Regions from separate parts of the Siniperca chuatsi genome. Here region 1 is linked to region 2. The links are chromatin contacts, called in public Hi-C maps. All regions are on one chromosome and are shown on one strand. The core of a region is the stretch at or near the end of the contact, and the rest is flanking DNA. Distances in the headings are between cores, read along the strand shown. Region 1 overlaps LOC122869821. Region 2 holds the start of LOC122869815.

Evidence for each region. Hi-C and Micro-C count contacts between places; a contact is called where the count stands out from the background.
Region 1: a Hi-C map of skeletal muscle shows a contact between it and region 2, with 1.7 times the contacts expected there. The contact joins the enhancer-like site here to the promoter of LOC122869815 in region 2. A contact is called at or near these places in 2 of 3 Hi-C or Micro-C datasets (skeletal muscle and an unstated tissue).

Annotation. Positions count from the first base shown.
Region 1 is chrLG22:6,349,202-6,352,410 of ASM2008510v1, forward strand. The region is part of intron 4 of LOC122869821; the gene reads right to left. Among protein-coding and RNA genes, the nearest start is that of LOC122869821, 4.7 kb to the right of the region's middle. Within about 2 kb of position 1,425, the one cell type or tissue checked has an H3K27ac peak away from gene starts, as active enhancers do.
Region 2 is chrLG22:6,261,739-6,265,325 of ASM2008510v1, forward strand. It overlaps LOC122869815, which reads right to left and starts at 1,361. Exons shown (of 7, transcript XM_044183143.1): 1 at 1,201-1,361; 2 at 33-174. The coding sequence starts at 78.

The sequences.
Region 1 (3,209 bases), core at 175-2,674, 88 kb after region 2:
ACTTCCGGATGGGAGCCGAAACGTCTTGATTCTGAAAACAGTTTCCAGATGACTACGATTGAAACCTTTTCTATGATTGTCTGCATTAATTTTTTCCCACTCGCTAAAATGATCTGCCTAACCCTACCATCCAGTGAGTTTGTATTTCTAACAGTCCTGCTGTAAGACATTTTCGGAGCCCCTGAATGACTTTTGTGAGATGGCCATTCAGAAATGTGATACAGTATGTGGTGTGACGGTCCTCGATCAGGGCTACATTTTAAGTTGCCCTCTGAGTCTTTCTAGTTGCAGACTTAATTAGGTTGAGTTTCCACTTCTTTCTTGTTTTTGGATGGAAAATTCACATATATGAGTTTACCATAAATGATACAGTGATTGTCTAGTCATGAGTTGACGTGATTTGACTAGCTTGTCCACTATAGAACATATAAAAGTAAATCTTAAAAAAATGGATTCGATGATGTGCAAAAGCAACATAAATAAAATAGAGGACAGCACTCAAACAGTACCTGTCTGACGTTGCCTCATTTTGACAGTCATGACCTTAGTGAGAACAACAGTCACACCGCTCAGGATCACACTCATCAGGTTTATTATTTCACCAGGCTCTTCTACAAGAAAGATGATTAGATTAGACTCTCTGCTTTTCTTTTGAACAATAAAGAAATGGCTTATTTTGTGCATATTGTTGAGGAAACTACTTTACTTATTATCCTTTACTGGCTTGAGATCTGGCTGATAATAATATGGATAAATGACCTTATTCCATCAGCGGACTCAATAGAATTGTACATGGAGGAAATACATCGGGGCTGATTTCTGTTGGCCAGTGTGAACCAGATTATCTGAATGGGAGACCTGGAAAAGTTGGAGCAGTGTGACTTCCTCACCAGACTGGACCTCCACAGTCTGAGACTCAGAAACTGAGACAGAGATCCAGCCTGAAATAAACAGCAGATAGATTTAGTTTTCAGCTGATAATGCAACAAACAGATAACAATGCCCCTAAACAACTGTAGCAGCAACTAGATTCAGTTTTGCTTGTGGTTATGAAACTAAACACAAGTTAGCCATGCAGAGAAGTAAAGCTGTTATCATAGTTAAGCTCATCATTGTGGGTATGATCGTCGTACTGCAATGGAGCTTAAAATCACTGAAGGAGGTTTAAAGAGGAAGTGAGGTTTTTCTGTGTTTATCTTGTCAGTCACTGACCACACAATAAGCTACTATTCCACTCACACATAGTGTTCTATTTATGTGGCAGCACAAGCAGCGATATGCCAGTTTGGCTGAACCTGAGATCTACTTTGCCTGCCTGTTTGGTATTTTAGTACTCACTGCAGCTCACATGGTGTAAACATAGAAGAATAGACATGGACAGACAAGGGTTGCATTCACATGATGCAGTGCGGAGTCGAGATGTACAGTAGGTATCTTGGTTGAAAATTGAGCCTAAGACTGAGAATAGACAACTGAAAACCATTCATATACACATTCACTATGTCAGACAATTATAAACTTAATAAAAGTCAGTATCCAGTCAAATAGAGAAAAAAATGTCTTGCGGAAACATTTTCTACATTAGTGAATGTTTTATTCTAAACATATAATGTGTACGTCACTTTCTCCTCCCTCCCTGTAGACTCTCTCTAATGTAGAGGCCCATCACTTCGTCAATGTTACAGAGGAAATTAAGCCAGTATTCTCCACTTCATATCAGGTTTTATTTAACAAGGATTTGACTTTGTTCTCACAGAGCTTTGATCTAACAGGCCTCAGTCTTCAGCTCAGTTGTGCTCACACCACACTGTGCTTTCTCTTCCCGCCAAACAAGTGATGTGTACGTCGCTCACTCCTCCCTGCTTTCACACTCTCCCTATAAGGACATTTGACAGTCATCAGTGTCCTTTGCTGGCTCCTCCTCCATCAAACCACAAATGGGTTTTTGTTTTTCTTATCTTTAGATCACGATCAACGACAAACAAATATAAATAAGACAGAGACTGAGAGCAGGAGAGAAAGAACCATGTGAGAATCAAAACTAGTACTACCACTAGCAATACAATAATATATTTACCTTAATATTGAATCTTTTTCACAAAATTAGACTTTAGACAGATTGACCTAAATTCCTCCCATCTGATACCTTACTATACTGGATATTTGCTGGAGCAAGAATGAACTGCTGCTGTATGCACCTGTTGATGTAAAGAGGAGGACCCACCTCTTCTGCAGTGAAAGTAATGGTATCAATTGTAGAGATCCTTTAAGGTAAAGTCTAATGCAGGCTAGACAACATTTGCCATAGTTTGCCTGTTCCAAATGTTATAGATCTGAGACAAAAACTCTCACGTTGGCATCGAATTCAGTCGTGACTCCATAACAACATAAACAATGTACAACACGGCTTCTACGAAGGTGAAAATGGAAAATGTTTTTTTTTAATTGACATTTTTTTCCAATCTGTATAAATAAAGAGTCTGATATTATTTAGTCTAACTCAAGTAGGCCAGTTTTCACTGTTTCTTTTTTTTACTTTGCTACAAAGCTTTGTCTTTAAAGGCCTCGTGACTTTCATGTCAGTTGTGCTCAGACCGCACTGTGCTGCCTCTTCCTGTGAAGTGATGTGTATCTCACTCACGCCTCCCTCCCCCTGACTGTCAAACTTACTCACAGGACGAGTCAAATGGTCTGCCATCAGTGCCCTTTGTGGCTCCTCCTCATGAAACATCAAATATGTCCTTGTTCCTCTTAGACAAACAAAGAAAATGCAAACTGACCATGAATATAGGAACTTTATTAAAATGTCCTTCTGCTGAGTTGCAGCAGTTTAATATGATAAATCATCAGTCACACTCAGAGTTGCAGTTCCAGTTTCTTCCTGCTGGCAGCATAAATAACATGAGCTTCCACTTCCCTCTCTGATGCAGGCCTCCTGCTTCTTATTGCTGTTGAATACAAAGTCAGTGCTGCGTCCTTCAGGTCATCAGAGTCCAGATTCTCTAAACAAAAGTATTGACAGTAACATCTTACACAGCTGAGTCGGTGAGAAGAAATAAAATATAAATTACCCGAAGTGATTCCAGCAGCTTTTAAACCATAAAACATACAAGTATAAAATTTGACCTTAATTTAACCTTAATCTTAATTCCATGTCAGAATTAGATTCACCTCTCTCTGTTGTGGATTCTGATTCATTATCAGCTAAA
Region 2 (3,587 bases), core at 111-2,610:
GTTGATGAGAGTTATTCAGTGGCAGTACTTACTGATGCTGCAGAGAATCAAAGCTGTTATCAAGGTGAAGTTCATCATTGTGTGTATGACTGAAGCTCTGCAAAGTCTGTAAGTCAACTGTGACCAGGAAGGTTGCTCTCAATGTTTTTTTCCGTTTTGTTTCTCTTCTTGCCCCTAAAACGGACCACACAAATGTAAAAGTTTATGTCAAGGAGTATTCATACTTCAGGTTATTTGATAAAATCTAATCTTGGTAATGTTCCAAAAGCAGTCCAAGGATATAGAAGAGATATATCAAAGCATTTAATAAAAGCATCAAGTCTCATCCAAACAAATCCTGTGAATGTCAGGATATTTCATGCTTAACCCTGTAGACCCCAGTGGAACTCGAGAATGTTGCTGCCGTTCACTGAGAACCCTCACTTAAATGAGGATTTTCCTACTCAACCCAAACAAACAGCTCTATCTCAAAAACGAAAAAGAAAATGACAGTCGCAAGTTGTGCTCATTTTGAAAAACACAACTTCCTCTTTAATCTATACCAAATATGTGGCCTGTGTAGCTGTTTAGACTACGAGATTGATTTAACACATAACACAAAAAAAACACCAGACAAAACAACAAATAGCACTAAAATTTATAAAGAGCAATTTCCTTTAAGTTCTCAATGTATCTTCCTCACAGACTTTTATAGCATATATAGCATATAACCACCCCCTATTTTTACTGAGGAGAAGGCCTACATGAAATGATTAGATAATTATGCCAAACAATCAAACCATTCAATGAGAAATGCATCTCAGTCCACCTAAAAGAAGAGAAAGTCACTTCAGCTCAACTTTATAATGAATATGTGATCCTCAACATTTCTCTCCGTTTGCTTTGTGAGTCAACATTCAGAGTCTGATGCTTCCCTGGATAACGGGAGGCTTTCAGAATTAAAGAGAAATGTCCCACGCAGCAATGTTAAGAACAAACAACAGACATGTGGTAGTAGGTAGCGTCTTTGGCAACTTATATAAGAACAAATCGCCGAATGTATATGTGGAAAAGTCGCCGCGACCCGGTCAGTCCTCCCTACCGACTCTTCGGACCACTGGGCCCCGGAAACAGCGTCCGTCTCCGGGAGGGAGAGCTGCGTAGGTCCCGCTGTTGACGGTGATTATGTGATGTGATTTTGAGCAACAAACTTGAACTCACAATGTCTGTGTCGCTTTTCTCCACAATGCACTGTGGGTTAGGATCTCTCTCACAGCACAATCATACGGCATCCATAAGATTAAAGAGACGGGGACGCTTAGTTTAGCTTTTCAGCCTACAAGTGGAAACTCGGTGGAAATCCGCAAAAAAATCAGAGCTCTCAACGTTATGATGTTTATTTCCGGTTTCGGTTATTGACGAATACTTAAAGTATCTACAATACAGAGCTCGGGGCTTTATTTCCGTGTTTTGATACACTGGGAATGATTTTAAAATGACATATAGAACGGGCGCTCCGTGGCCTGGAGGGTTTTAAAGAAAGTGTCTGGACTGACTGACTGAATAACAGCAAGCTGCACAAGTTGAGGTCATACTCATGTTAATGTTAAGACACAGCAAAGTGCTTCATGTCTAGTTGTACATCAGATACAGTTGGAAACAAGTGCTTCCAAACAGGCCCAGGGGGAAACAACATAAAGGTAACTGCAATCTTAAATCATCTGATGCATGAAACATGAATATTTTGTTAAAGCCGCTCCATCCTTTGATTTAAATGTCTTTTTGTCTACAGACAGTTGACTTGGATCATTTATTGTTTTTTTTCTCAGTATGGCATCCTCTAGTGTGGGTGTAGAATGTAAAGGTCGGTGTTGAAATTGTAATTAATACTGTACATATTCACAGCAGGCTAAGCACTGTTGCTGTTGCTTCCATGACATCCAGTGGCTCCCTGTATACAGTCTATGGTCTGTAGATTACAGGTTATTGAAATGGCACCATCGTATCTTAAAGAGCTGATAATACCTTGTTATCCGTCTAGAACACTGCGCTCCCAGGATGCAGGGTTACTTGTGGTTCTTAGAGTCTCCAAAAGTAGAATTGGAGCCGGAGCCTTCAGCTATCAAGCTCCTCTCCTGTGGAATCAGGTCCCAGTTTGGGTTCGAGAGGTAGACACCATCTCCACATTTAAGAGTAGGCTTAAGACTTTCCTCTTTGATAAAGCTTATAGTTAGGGCTGGCTCGGGTGAGACCTGAACCATCCCTTAGTTATGCTGCTATAGGCCTAGACTGCCTGGAGACTTCCCATGATGCACCTCTTTCCTCTCTCCTTCTCTCCCTCTCCATCTGTATGCATTATTATCCCATTACTGCATGTTACTAACTCGACATCTTCTCTCTCCCGCAGTTTTGTGCTTTCTCGTTTCTCTCCTCTCTCCTTCTGTCGCTTTCAGCAGGTATTTCTACCTCTGGAGCTGCAGAGTCTGGATCTGTGGTTGTGGGCCACCTGCTGTCCCTGTGTTCCTGCTTGACAACTGCTACTACAGCTTTTGTTATTGGCTCTGTTAGTAATACTGACATTATTTTTCCTATAGCTGTCATTCCTATTATTACAGATTTATTCATATTAACACTACAATTACTATTCTACTATTTAAAAAAAAAAAAAAAAATTCCAGGTGGTATTTGTATTGTGCCTTGAATTGCAGAACTATATGCTTTCATGAGGAGTGGAACTCATACAAACACAGCATAACCTGTATAACTTGCATGATTCATTTAAAGGTGTATCCATAAGAAAATAGAGTTCATGGAGCCAGTGTACAAGTTGCCTGGCTGAACCAGCTTGAATCGCCCCTTTTAAAGTGAGCATATAAATGAAATGCAGGCTATACAAGCATTCTACAGGCAAAAGATCCACAATCCAGGAAATATCCAGAGTCGGCCCTCTTCTCTGTCCTTTGCTGGGATCAGAGAAATGGCTCCCTTTTAAATGACGTCCTGTCATATTTTAGCCACATCTCTCCTCATATCCTTGTGTGCTCTATTGTAGCTCTCCCCTCCCTGTGTTCCTTGTCAGTCCTCTGTTTGTCTCTTGGTGTGTGTATGTGTGTGTGAACTGGCCTGGGAGGTGCGCTCTGGTTTTTTCCTCCTGCTGCTGATCACCGGCACACCTGATGTTCATCACCCACTCAAGCCTCACAGTATATCTACCCGGCTCCACCATTCAACCAGCACACTGTTGTGTTACCTTTGCTACGGCCTAAAGCCTGGCCCAGTTAAGGTTCCAGTTGCTCCTGTTTGACCTTGTCTGTCTCTGCTCCAGATTTATTCCCTGCCGGTGATCTCAACACTCTCGTCACCGCCTCCACCCTCTGAGCCCTGCTGGTTCCCCCACGGCCCGCATCGGAAAGTTCTCCCACCGGCTCCAGCTGACTACACCTGCCTCGCCCGCTCTGGAGGTGCATTCATCTACAAGTGATCTTCTATAGTATTTAAATTAAAGACTGTCTGAACTAACGATCCAGTTGTCCCTCTCGCTGTGTCCTGCTTTTAGGTTCCTTAGATCATGTAAACCTAACACATCATGCAGCTGGACAGAGTGACTG